Linked DNA regions of Capra hircus: region 2 is linked to region 1. A link is a contact called in public Hi-C data. All regions are on one chromosome and are shown on one strand. Each heading gives the region's core, a stretch centred on a gene start, on an enhancer-like site or on the middle of the called end of the contact. The rest is flanking DNA. Distances are from core to core; before and after follow the strand shown. Region 1 overlaps ARHGEF2 (rho guanine nucleotide exchange factor 2). Region 2 holds the start of ARHGEF2 (rho guanine nucleotide exchange factor 2).

The links. A called contact is a pair of places that touch in the nucleus more often than the background predicts.
Region 2: a contact with region 1 is called in a Hi-C map of blood, with 1.6 times the contacts expected there. The contact joins the promoter of ARHGEF2 here to the enhancer-like site in region 1. A contact is called at or near these places in 2 of 5 Hi-C or Micro-C datasets (both in blood).

What each region holds. Positions count from the first base shown.
Region 1 is chr3:105,313,439-105,319,986 of ARS1.2, forward strand. It overlaps ARHGEF2 (rho guanine nucleotide exchange factor 2), which reads right to left. Exons shown (of 28, transcript XM_013976716.2): 9 at 5,131-5,198; 10 at 4,729-4,792; 11 at 3,952-4,078; 12 at 3,617-3,726; 13 at 3,321-3,467; 14 at 2,531-2,781; 15 at 2,199-2,324; 16 at 1,787-1,904; 17 at 1,341-1,589. Among named protein-coding and RNA genes, the nearest start is that of RXFP4, 20 kb to the left of the region's middle. Within about 2 kb of position 4,658, at least 3 of the 5 cell types and tissues checked have an H3K27ac peak or open chromatin away from gene starts, as enhancers often do.
Region 2 is chr3:105,349,367-105,356,390 of ARS1.2, forward strand. ARHGEF2 (rho guanine nucleotide exchange factor 2) reads right to left here and starts at 4,522. Exons shown (of 28, transcript XM_013976716.2): 1 at 4,296-4,522.

The DNA of each region.
Region 1 (6,548 bases), core at 3,408-5,907:
CTATAAGCAATCACCCAGTGGCCTTGAATAAAAGCCTCTTTATCCAATGAATGCTCCTTAGCCTGTGGTCTGCAGACACCTAGGGTGTCTGCTATCAGGCTTCAGAGGCTCTGTAGATCCTCTAAAGTTCCATAAGCAATTTTTACATATTAATCTATCACACGTGTGTGTTTCTGTGTGAAAGGGTCCAGAATTCTTATGAGGGTAAAACGACTCCCAGAGCCTTTCAGTTCCATGTTGAACAACTGACATAAGATCTTTTTGGATATTTGGTCTAATATTCCCCCCACGCCAGCATATTCCCCACTTCTTATTTTGTGCTTCATGGGGAGGGGAACAGTTAGGTTCCTTATTCATTTCTCCCACCGTTGAACAATCCCAATCTCCTTCAACAACAGCAGGCCCTGCTTTCATTTTCCTTTTCTGCCCCACCTTCAAGGCCCTCACATTCTACGGGGTCCTGTGCTTTAAGACTTGGGGGAGACAAAGGTCAACCCATGAAAGTCAGATGTCACAGTCAGGAAAACACACATGCATCCTCTGCCCTTATAGATCTTTCTAAGTTGTGGGCACACAGAAGGGGAGGGCTTTTGCTAAAGGCTGCAGAAATAAAGCTCTTCAGCCTTGCTATTTTTAACCCCCCCATGGTTTATATTCTTAGCTGCTGCGTGGGAGGGATGGGAAGGAGAGAAAGGGATGGAGGAAAGCGGCTGGCAAAGCCTGCAATATTCAAGACTTTGGAGTAGGGACTTCACGACATGGGACAGAGGTGCAGGCAAGCTCTGGCCTCAGGTAGCATTCCTCACACCTAAAGCTGAGGTCTGCAACTCTTCTGCTTTGATTTAGGTAGGCAAGCCTTGCCCAGTACAGTCTGGGAAGAGAGGCTGGGACAGTGCGCCCCGCCCTGAACACACCTTCCCTGCAGTCTTTTCTCTTCTCCACTTGGCCCGCCCTTCCCTGGGCTCCACCCCCTCCAAGGGCCTTCCTCAGCTGTGTTCCCAAAGTGCCTGCCCATTCCCCAGCCCTAGTGGCTGGGACTCCAGCTGGTAGAACCAACTACCCGGGGCTAGTCCTCTAATCCTGGAATTTCTCTGTTTTTCTCATCAAAATCGGTAGCTTTCTGGGCACGCAAGGACCAAAGGAATGAACAAATCCTGACAACGAAGTCCTTGTATCGCCCATGAAATTAAATCCAGAATTCTGACTTTTGTTACAACAGAGCTCACATATTTTCCTCCCACTGGGTCTCACCAGGGCTACATTAAAAGAGGTCCTATGGGCTTGGAGGCTTCTCCCTCTGGCCATGGACTCTTGCCTGGTCTGCCAAGCTGTCCACTGACCTTTGAAGCGCCCAGTCGCCGTCTTCCAGAGCAGGCAGCCATCGTGGATGAGCTTGCGCCGCAGGAGCTCCTCTCGGCCAAAGGGGCCCTTGCCGGGAACCGGGGCCTGGGCCCGAGGGTCCATGCGGTTGTAGATCTCCTGCAGGCGGGCCCCTTTCTCCAGCTCGTGCACATCCTGGTCCACGTTGGACAGCAGCTCCTTCACCAGCCCCAGGGCCGTGGTCAGGTCCTGGCGCTCCTCTTCCATCCCTGATACCGAGGTCGGCATGAGGAAGGGGTGGCCCAGCCAGCTTCACGCCAGTCCCCATCCCACTGATCTCAATGCCGCCTTCAGAGGCTGCCCAGGGTTCCATATGTGACCCTCTTCCTCCCGGTGGTTGTCCAGGGCCACGCCTCACCCCTGACAGCCCTCTCCCTCCTCCTCCCTCCTGGACTCGCCCTCTCACCATGGGAATGCTGCAGGATGCGGTTGATGAGCACCGGGTACTTGGTGATGCGCTGAGTCACTAGCAGAATGCACTCTTGTACCCCATGCCGCTTCAGCACCGCCGAGCGGGTCACTTTCTACAAAGCGAGGTCAGGGCTCAGGGCCAGAGGGGCACCCGCGGGGAGGGCACCAGAAAGGACGCTGGACTTGGAGCCTAAGCCCTGGTGCCCGCCTGCACTTGGTCATTTACCTCATGCTGGCTGGCAGGAGGTTAATGACTCTGGAAAATGGGGCCGACAAGGTCACAGGTTTACTGTGAGGACCCAAGGAGCGAGAGCACTCGCTCTACCACTGGAAAAACGAGCAGCTGTGTCCACTAGGGCTGGGGCACTACAGGAGGCGGAGGGTGGGTCTTGGAGAGGTTTGCTCACCCGGATGAACTGCTGGAAGCGTTTGTCTCGGGCATACAGCTCCTTATAGAGTTTTAAGGCCTTGGTGTGGCGGCTACAGAACTCTGAGTAGGTCTTCCGCATCTGCTCTGCGCTAGGACCTGAGAACTAGAAGTTGGAGGAGCAAGGCTGGGTCAGCATGTCCCCCAAAGTCACCTCTCATCCCCAATGCCCTCTCGCCTCCTGCCAAACAGGCTGGCTTCCTGCCTTTCCAACTCTCTCTGCCCCACCCCCCAGAGTCTGGAGATGAGAAATGCCCACTCTAGTCACACCCCCGCCCAGGACTGCTGCCCAGGGCTCCTGGCTTTTCTCACCTGGCTGATGAGCAGGTCCCCCAAGCGATGGATGACGAAGTTCCGGGTGCTACCAGGGCACAGGGCATGGCGCCGGCGATCCAGCAGCTGGCTGAGGAAGCGCGTGTGGATGTCAGTGAGCTCGTCCACACAGGGGAACAGGCCCTGGACCACTCCCGGCTCCAGCTGCAGCTCTTCCAGCATGCCCGTGCGGAAGAGGCGGGTCATGATCTTCAGTGTCCGCACGTGGTGCAGCTCTGTCTGGATCAGCTCTGTGGGGACGGTGGAACACCCGGCTTGGCCACAACTGGTGGGGCCAAGGCTGGAGACCTCAGGCTTATTAGAGGTTTTCAGTTTCCCTTCCAGGCTAATATTCTGCGTTATGATCTTAGATCATTTTTCTAATCATTTATCTTTATGCCTTGCCATCTCAAGGCAGAATGAGGCTGTGGAGACAGGCAGGGGAAGGGGCTGAGAGGGGCTCACTCTTGCCATCTCAAGGTATAAAGTCAAAAACTATGTGTTCCTTACATGTCTAGGCTTCCCACAGTCCCCAGCACAGAGTTGGGCATGGAATGGGCAGAGAGGAAAGACTAAGAGTTGATCGGAAGGAAGGGGTTAAGAAGGGCCTTGGCGGTCAACAGCTCCAAAAGCTGTGGACCTCGTAGCTACTTATGGGGTCACTGGCAGGGTCTTGAAGGCCAATGGGATAAGAGGAAAGTGTCTTGAGAGGTAGGGGCTGGCAGAGGAAGGACACAGAGAAACAGGGCCGATAGCAAAAGAGAAGTCCGGGGCGGTCTCCCCGGCTCACCATAGATGACATCCTGCTGCTTCATCACCTCCTTTTTATGCTGCTGCAAGAAGCTGCTATCCACCGCAAGGCTCCAGGAGTCAGCTGCAAAATCCTTCTCATCCATCTCAAAGTCACTCATCAGCTCACTGTAGATCACTTCGGCACCTGGACGCGAGTGGGGGAAACGACTCGGACCCCAAATCTCTCCCCTGGGTCCTGGGCCCTTCTCTGGATCCCTTCCCACCCTGCCTTTCTCAGGCCAGCTCCCGCCCGCCCCTCACGCCTGGGTCTCCCCCAGGTCCGGGCACGGTCACCTTCGTCGATGAGGGACTCCACCGACAGTGTCCGGTTCCGCATGTTGAGGGAGTCCGTGGACTGTGAGAGGATCCGGCGCAGCCCCAGGGGAGACTCATCATTGAAGTGTCTGAGGGGAGTGGAGCCTGGCTGCATCATCCGACTGACTCGGGCGAGAGATCCCTTCCCAGGTTGGGGAACAAAGGCGGCCTCCCAGAGGCAGTCACTCCAAGTTCTCCTTACCTGTCTATCATTCTGAACTCAGGGATGGGGAGGATCTCTCAGCCCCTCCCCCCGGCCTGTCTCCACAGCCTCTCTGCCTGCCTGGTTCTACCATCCCCAAGCAGAGGCTCACCCAGCAATATTGGTGGTGGAGACGCTTTTGGCTAAAGACAAGGAGGAGCGGCCACGGCGGGAGCCGAGCAGGGACTGCCGGATGTCGGAGGGGTAGATGGCTGAGCTGGGCCGCTCCCGAGTGGTAGCTGTCGGAGGGGATACCAAGCAAGCAAGCCTCAAACCTGGTGCCTTCCTGGGACTCAAGCCTCCCAGGCTCCTGGACTAGAAAGGAAGCCTCCTCTCCAACCCCACCTTTAGCCCAGTTCTAGTCAGAGAAAGATGATAATAATGCTACCCATAAACTTGTGCAATACTTTTAATGGTTACAAAGAGCTTTTCTTATCTCTTCCCGGCCACAAGCCTACAAGCAAACTGCAGCTCAGGATGGTGAAGAGACTTGGCTGGGGTGACTCAGCTGGTGGCTGAGCACAGACTCAGACTCTAGTTTTCCTGACTAAGCACCCCGCTCTTTCTGTCACACCAGATCTTTCTGAATTGGCCCTTAACAACTTCTGCCAACATCCCCAAGTGCCATGTAAATAACTGATCATACTAATATAAAGCGTGAGCAGGCTCAGATGACCAGTCATCCCAAGCCTTCAACCTCTTCTGAATTCTGCTGTCCCGCCCCCAGGCCCATGGGTCTCAATCTCCCTTGTGCCGCAGCCATCAGCTTCCAGATGAAGGGAGGAAGGTGCTATGCCAGGGAACGACCTCAAGGGGGCAGCAGAGCCCATGGGCCGAGAGGCCTGGTGGGCCAGGGTCCTGTGGCGGCTCCTGCACCCTCACTACTCACTCTTACTGCGAAGTGAAACGGACTGCAAGGCAGTGTTGTTCTTCAGCAGGGCAGCTTTCTGTTGCTGTGAGACAGAGGGCAAGAGAGACACCAAGAACAGCTGTCACCCAAGGGTCACCTCCGTGGGCCCAGGACAGGAGCTGGGTGGCTGGCCCCCTCGGGAGAAAGCTGGCTTGATGGCTAAGCGCATCAGGGTGGCTGAGCCCGGTGCCAAGGGGATGTGTCCAGAGCAACAGGCTGGCCCCCTCCGGCGGGGCCTGAGGCCTAGGGTGGAGGGTCGGGCTGCCCCGTGGAGAGGAGAGGGGTTGGGGAACACACGGTGAGGAATGAACGGAATAGGCACGAGGGTACCACACACTCACTACCCTCTCCCCCAGCCCTCTGCCCTCCCTGCCATCTCACCTTCTGCTTGACCTTGGTACAGTTGGCGAGGGTGTCTTTACAGCGGTTGTGGATAGTCACATTGCAGGCTGGGAGGGTGGGGTAGAGAGGGTGACGGGAGGGCCGGGTGGTACAGGGCAGGACACACCCACATGCAGACCCCCATGTCCCCCTGGCCACACCGTCAGAGACTCGCCCCCTCCCCAGACTCCTTGGCCATCGCCACACCCCAGTCCCTCTCCTCCCGCCTCCCCCTTCCTTCAAGCAGGAGATGAAGTGAGGGGGGATAGGTATGGACCACAATTAAGCCATAGGAGGGGGATAATCCTGACTCAAAGATGACCTGTGAGGTGGACTAGAGGGAAGAAGGGGTTACTGGCTGCCAGAGATGAGCTCAAGAAGCACAAAGGTGGTTGAGAATGACAGATGGCAGAAAGGACGCCCACGGAACAGAAGGTGGCACAGGAGCAGCTGGGATGGGGGCTAGGGGCAGGGAGGGGAATGAACATCCCCTGGGCAGCGAGGAAATGGGCCACATCAAGTGGATGCTAGCAAATGCAACGATCCTCATCGCACAGATGAGGAACCCGTCTCCTGGAGAGCTTAAATCATTTGCCAGAGGTCCTAGTGGCAGAGCTGGAGTTTAACTCAGGGGTGTCTGGGTTCTACGTGGAGCCACGTGTCTGCCGGTGAACCCTGGCTAGGCCTAAGCAACGCAAAGGCTGATGGATCCAGCAGCAGAGCTGGGACTGGCCATGCCTTGTCCCTGCTGGCCACGCCTGCCTGCCTTCTGTACTGCTCAGCTATGCTTGCTATGACTCCAGTCTCCCTTCCGGGCCCGGGGAGTCTTGTGCTCCAAGTAAGGCAAACCCACAGCTCCCACACTCCATCTGCTTCTCCCTCATCACCCACCCCACCTTGCCGTGGGGTAGGAGAGAAGAGGCGAGGAGGGGTAGCCATGCCTGGGCGCTGGGACTGCCGGCTGTCTGTCCCTCTCCCTGATCTGCCCTCAGCCCTTGGCTGGCTCCAGCTTCCCCTCCCCCATCCAACAACACCGGAAACTCTGCTAACTCCTTCAGACAATACCCAGCATCAGGCTTACTTCCACAAATACAAGGCGAGCAGGGTGGGGCAGAGGGGCAGACAGAAGTGGGGGCTGGGGCTGCGCCCACCCCGCTGGAGCTCTCCTCGACCTCCAGCACCCAGCGTCTCTGGATCGAACCTCCGCTTTCCACCTGCTCTCAAAATAGCGCTTGCTGCCCGCCTCCCCAGTTCCCCTGGCAACGAGCTTCCAGATTGGGGATTTTGTCAGGTCTCTAGAGGGATCTAGATTGGGGTTCCCTCCTCACCCTCATAAACTCAAGTTGAACAGTGAGGAGGGAGGGAGGCCTCACTGGTTCTGTCTGGGGTTCCCTGCCAGGTTCCATAGAGATTTAGAA
Region 2 (7,024 bases), core at 3,272-5,771, 36 kb after region 1:
ATATGCAGTTCAGTCCAGTTCAGTTCAGTCGCTCAGTCGTGTCCGACTCTTTGCAACCCCATGAATCGCAGCACGCCAGGTACTTAGTAAATGCTACTATTGTTGTTGCTGTTATTTAGAGGCAGAGAGAAGGCAGAGCATTGAGAAATGGAGATCTGGAGAGAGGAAGGCCCACGGCAGAAGCAAGACCCCATGGACTGTAGCCCACCAGGCTCCTCCATCCATGGGATTTTCCAGGCCAGAATGCTGGAGTGGGGTGCCATTGCCTTCTCCAATATGATGGTTACCTCACTGTTATCTCTTAAAAAGAGAGTGAATAAATAACCCACAGGCTGACACTAAAACAACTGTGATGGGGACTAATTATCATAAAGTACTTCTGATATAAAAGAACGCAAACAACCAGAGCAAGAAGGACCTTGATGAACTTGCACTCTTCCAAGAGAAGGGAGGGGCAATAGCCTCTGGTGATTTGCAGCAGAGGTTGGCAAACTATGGCCTGTGGTCAAATCTGTACTATTTTCTTTTTTATATGCCTGGGGGAAAAAAATCAAAAGAAGAATACTACTTTGTGACACATAAAAATTATAAGAAATTTAAACTTCAGTGCTCATAAATAAAGGGTTTTCTTGGAACACAGCCACGTTCATTCATTTACATACGGTATAAGGCTGTTTTTGCATTACGACAGCAAAGTTGGTAGTTGCAACAGAGACCATATGGCCTGTAAAGCCGAAAATATTTATTATCTGGGTCTCTACAGAAAAAGTTTGCAGAGTCTTGATTTAGAGAAGCTGGGCCTCAAAAATCTCAGGAAGGAGAGAAAAAGAGATTAAAGAGAGACAGTAAGGCTTACTGCTCACCAGCCAGGCGTCTCTAACCAGCTTAGGGAAGAGGGACATCAAAGACCCCAGCTCATCTATTTCCTAAGTAGCATCTGAGCCTACAGGGGTAGAGGCTTAAACCCACAATCAGTGCCTACATCATCTTGTGGGACCCTCACAACCATTTCTTGAAATAGATATTATTATTTCTATTTTACATCAGAAGAAACAGGCAGCACAGAGAAGGAAAGTAACTTGCTCAAGGTCACAGGGCTGTAGGAGGTAGAGTTGAGTTTCTGCAGCAGATCCAATGCACTGCAGAACCTGAGTTCTCCTCTGAAACCAGAAGGCAAGCTCCCAGTGAGCACAAGTGGCTAGCTTTGAAAGAAGTCTGGGGAATTCTCTGGCAGTCCAGTGGTTAGCACTCCATGCTTTCACTGCCGAGGCCTCAGGTTCAATCCCTGGTCAGGGAACTAAGAGTCCATTCCACAAACTGCTCAGCCAAAAGAAAAAAACAAAAAAGAAATCCAGCACTGTTGTTATCCACCCCCATTCTCATCCTCATTTCTGCCCCCTCCACACTAGCCAAAGAGAGAAAGCAGCTTCCAGAAGAAATTAGATGGGGGTAAGTTAAATCTGTCCTTTCTACTCCCTCTGGATCTTAGATATCTGAATGAGGTGATGGGTAGTGGGCAGGGAGGGCCCTGCTTCTGTTTGCAGTTAGCAAACACTGGGGGTAGGAACTGCTGAGAGCAACCACACAGCTGGGCACGTGGGATGGTGGGCAATGCTGTCAGGCCCCTTCACAGTCTGGGTGGCTTCCTGGGTTTGGCTCTGGGGTCCTAAATCTCCCCAGAGGGGCAATAACGGGGAAGACCTGAACAAACTAGAAAGTAAAGAATGGGGAGGAAGGGAGAGGCCAGATGGCATGATCTGCAGGCTTTTCCTCGGGGTCTCCTAGCCCTAGAGGACAGGGTCATAGAAAACCCTTTGATGGTTCAAAATTTAATATATCTGCTTCTTCTCGCATAGAAAGTAAATCATTAATCCAACAGTATCCCACATAAAAGACTACAGCAGTGCTTCAGGTAAAGGTTTCAGTTTAAAAAAAAAAAAAAGAAGGCTTCAGTAACCACAGTTCCTTCCCACCTCTCCCTGCTCCCCGAACACCCCATTCTACAGTGGGTCATACAGCACCCAAGTCTCTAACACCGCCTCACCTCACCCTGACTTGGCTTTACCATTGCTCCGTTTCTCGGTGTAGGACATACAAGATTTTGCTATGTGCTCGACATTGTGTAAGTGAGGGCTTTCCAGGTGGCTTAGCGGTAAAGAGTCCACCTGCCAGTACAAGAGATTCGGGTTAGATCCTTGGGTTGGGAAGATCCCCTGGAGAAGGAAATGGCAACCCTCAGCATTCTTGCCTAGAAAATCCCATGGACAGAGGAGCCTGGTGGGTTACACTCCATGGGGTCGCAGAAGAGTTGAACACGACTTAACGACTAAACAACAGTGCCTTATGGCACTGTTCATTTTATAATAAAATTTTATAATTTTATAATTAAGATGCTTGCTCCTTGGGAGGAAAAGTATGACAAACTTAGCATACTAAAAGGCAAAGATAGCACTTTGCAAACAAAGGTCCGTATAGTCAAAGCTATGATTTTTCTCGCAGTCATGTACGACTACAGTGCCCCACCACTGTGTTTGCACGTAGACCTTTCTGGGTCCTGGCAGACACTGATAGGTGCTAAAGAAATATGTGCTGAATATGTTGTTCACTCACTAAGTCGTGTCTGACTCTCTGTGACCCCACGGACTGCAGCATTCCAGGCTTCCTTGTCCTTCGTTGTCTCCTGGAGCTTGCTCAAACTCATGTCCATTGAGTCGGTGATGCCATCCAACCATCTCATCTTCTGTCGTCCCCTTCTCCTCCTGCCTTCACTCCTTCCCAGCATCAGGGTCTTTTCCAGTGAGTCAGCTCTTCGCATCAGGTGGCCAAAGTATTGGAGCTTCAGCTTCAGCTTCAGCATCAGTCCTTCCAATGAATATTCAGGGCTGATTTCCTTTAGGACTGACTGGTTTGATCTCCTTGCACTCCAAGGGACTCTCAAGAGTCTTCTCCAATACCACAGCTCAAAATGCAGAATCTTAATTCCCCGACTAAAGACTGAACCTGTGTCCCCTGCAGTGGAAGCCCAAAGTCTTAAGCGCTGGACCATCAAGGAAGTCCCATGACATCTCCATAAAGGTCAGCCATCAAGCATCTGAAACACCCACCCCAAGTCACCCCCACCTCTTTGATATGTTAGGCTCACAAAGCAATCAGGACTTCTGCTGCTTTGGGCTTCCAAGTGTGACCATCTTCTTTCTTGAAACAGATTTGCAAACTGAACCTAGGGATCCTGTCCTTTCTTTCTGCTAGGCTTATGTGCTTTCTCTACCAGAGCCTTGCCGGGACCCAGGCTAGCCCCTGATGTGTGGGTGCTAGGGAATAAAAGGGGCAAAACCAATCAGTCCCTTTCCAACTCCTGTCAGTTTCTTGGCCTGCATCCTGGGTGCCATGCCAGAAGGGTGGGGCAAGAGAAGGGCTCAGGTTCAGAGGGACACACCTGAGAAGACTTTGACCATAGAGTCCCAAGGAATTAACCCATTAGATCCCAGGGAACACCCAAAGGCAGGGGGTGACGTAGGAAGCTCCTCATCTGAATGGATGGAGTGATCTGGAATCTGGAGGCCTCTGAGCCTCAGACATGAGTTGGTGGCCCTTTAAATCTCACAATTAACTCAGACGGACGAAGGGGGTACTGCCAGGCCTTAGAGGAAAGGGACGCTGGGTGAATTAGGACTTGAGATTTTAAAATTCTAGCCATCCTTTTTGTCCACACTTCTTGAGTAAGAAAAAGACTAGAAGACATCATAATGGACTCTGCTGCCAGGTGAACTTGAGTTTGAATCCTTCTTAACTGGCAGGGGTTAGCTGTTTAACTGGGCTTCCCTGGTGGCTCAGTGGTAAAGAATCCTCCTGCCAATGCAAGAGACCCAGCTTTGACCCCTGCGTTGGGAAGATCCCCTGGGGAAGGAAATGGCAACCCACCCCAGTATTCTTGCCTGGAAAATCCCACGGACAGAGGGATGAACCTCACGTTTAATATTGCGATTGTGATATGCCAGCCTCATCAGGATTATGAGGATTAAGAACGCAAAAACAAGCTTTGGCATCACTGGTTGCACAAGTAGTGCTAATTAACTGTTGGCCATGTTGGTGGTTTTCTATTTGGACACCTGTGCACACTCACACAGACACAAACAGAATGCACCTTAGTTAAAAATGGGAACTGAATACAGGAGACTGGTGGAGAACTGTTCTGCCACTTCCTGGTTGTGGTGAGGGGATCCTGAAGATCTCTTCTTCTGGGGAATGCCCACTCATGAAGGAAGGACTCAGGGAAAGGGAAGAGGGAAACTCACCAGACTCGGGAGATATCCCAAAGACAGGAGACCCGTTCTTGCCCTCGGTTGGTGACTTCAGTATGGGAGGAAGTCCCGCTCCAGGTAGCCCCTCTAAGAATCCAGTCCAGCACCTTAATGGGGGTGCCTCTCTCTTGGTCCTTTTAAGGGAATAGCTCATGGTCCAGAAGTTTGCTTAGGAGACAGGGGGGACTCATTCCAGTCCAGACCAGCTGCCTCTCCAACAACTCTAGCCCTTCCCTTCCCCGCCCTACTTCAAACACCCTAGACAGTGCTGGGCCCCGGTCTTTAACCCCTTCGGTGCCAACGCTGGTCCAGAGGATTCCTGCATTCTCCTGTCCTTGACATTCCCCAAAGGGCAGCCACCGGATTCAGTCACAGGTGGAAACAGATTCAGGAAGCCAAGCTGGGGTCACCCTGAGCGGAGAGTATGTGGGAATGACATCCCAGGGAACCTTCACCCACCCGCCAGTGGAGACAGGGTGGAGCTGAGGGGAAAGAGAGGACATCTCAGGGAAAGGCCCAGTGTTGGCACCTTACTTCACTGCAAGGTCCTAGTGGGGTCAGGGAGGTCCTTTGCTGTCCCTCTAACCTGGTTTCCGAATGTTGGTCGTTCCCTTTAAGAGGCAGGTTACAGTAGGAGGGGGAGGACAGACTGTATTTTCTGTGATGAAAGTGCAGGGAGGAGCGCTGACAAGGGCAGCTGCGTCTGAGGACGGCCCTCCTTCGGCCAACAGGAGCAGGGTGAGCTGGCAGCTCGGCACACACAGCTCCACTCCCAGAGTGTTGTGGATACCAGGCACAGGATATCTGACGGGCTCTCCACCCCCTTCCCTGATAACCGCTTCTGGGGCTGCTGACTCACCTTCCCTGCTTCCCTGGGGCAGAGGATGCCGTGGGCAGACACTGGACTTCCTGAGGTACCGGGGAGCCTCTTCCCTGCCAGGCCCATGGTGGAAAGGACATGCTGGAATTGGAAGAGTTCGGCTACCTCTGCCGACTCCCTAGATAAGGGGCCTTGGAGAAGTTACCTATTCTATTAGCCTCATCGCCTCCTCTGTACAATGAGGATAGTGAATGAGCGATGTACAAATAGTGACACTTTAACACTGGGTCCATAATAGTTATTATATAAATAGTAGTTATTCAATAAATATGCTCTTCAATAAAACTGCCACTTGCTGTGACCTTGGATAAGCCCCTCCACTTTCTGCCTTCCCTGATCTATTAAATGAGATTATGTGATCCACAGTCTATCCTTGCTCTCAAACCCTCACTCTGGGTGAGAGGAAGAGGGCAGCTGTTGCCAGATGTGGAAGCTGTGTGCCCTTTTCTACCTATGTGAAATTGTTAGTCGCTCAGTCATGGCTCTCTGTGACCCCACAGGCTGTAGCCTGGCAGCCTCCTCTGTCCATGGGATTCTCCAGACAAGAATACTGGAGTGGAGAGTCATTCCCTTGTCCAGGGAGTCTTCCCAAGCTAGGGATCAAACCCAGGTTTCCCACATTGCAGGCAGATTCTTTACTGTCTGAGCCTCCAGGGAAGCCCTTTTCCTACCTGGCTGGGCTCCAAACCATATGAGTGACTGCAAGCCATATGACCAGATGAGTTGTTTCTTACTTCTCAAGAATACAGGGGAAACAGCCACCTGTTTTGTGGTGGAGGATCCTCAGAAATCCTGATTAAACAATCCTGTGATTGTACAGATGAGGACACAGGCTCCAGAAGGAGGCGTGACTCACCTGAGGTCAGCCAGCCAGTGGGTGGTGGAGGTGGGTGGGGACCCAGCACTGGTGCGTCTGTGGTCCGTGCTCCTTCCACCACCCTGAGCTGCTCCCTCCAGGTATCAAGCCTTGAAAACTCCCATCCTGTCACCAAGCTGCTTCACTATCCCCAGCTTTTTGGGAATCCTTATCCCCATTTCCCATTGGCTTTCTTCAGGTAAAATCCCAAAGCCTAGGATGTAAAAAAGGTGATAATCTTGGCCCTGGCTCCTCCTGGTACTGGGGCTGGGTGTGGGTGAGTGAGTGCCAGCTAAAAGTCTGCATGACATGGGAGGGATAGAGGGCTGGTTTCCAGGGGAGGGGATCTGGAACACACTGACAGCTGGGTTACTATCTGTTTTGCCTTTAAGGGAGGAAGTTCTCAGGATGGGTACCCAATCTTCAGGAAGGATGTGGGGTTGGTGTTTACTTTCTCTCTCCTTTGCAGACCTGCGTGAAATCTGGAGGTCAGGGTTCCCACCTTCCTAAGGGCGGTTTTCACTAGAGTGAAGCACTATCTGCTATTCATCCTCAATTAAATTATCTCACGAAGAGGGCTTAATCCTAAAGCAACTATGCCAGCTGAGTCTCGCCATCTATAGATTTTAGAGGCTCTTCTATTCTCCAATGCCACTGCTTAAGGGAGGCTCAAATTCCACCCTGACTCTAAGGAATCTGGTCTCTCAAGAGACCAAGTATCTGCTTTTGGCCTTTCTTCAAGGTGCTTGTGACCCTGCCTTCACTTGCTTCTCCTGTCACCTGGGTCAGACCTGGGCTCCCCCCTAGTCTTCTCTGTAACAAGAGCCGGGATCCAAAGTGGCAGTTCTGCAAGGAAAGGGAAAGACTGCCCCAGCTTTCAGAAAAGGAGTACCTCCTAGCACTCAGCCTGAGGAAGAAATCTCATATTGCCTTCCCAAGTTATGAAGTTTCTCCTAGCCTCTAAACCAGAACCCTTCCTCCTACAGG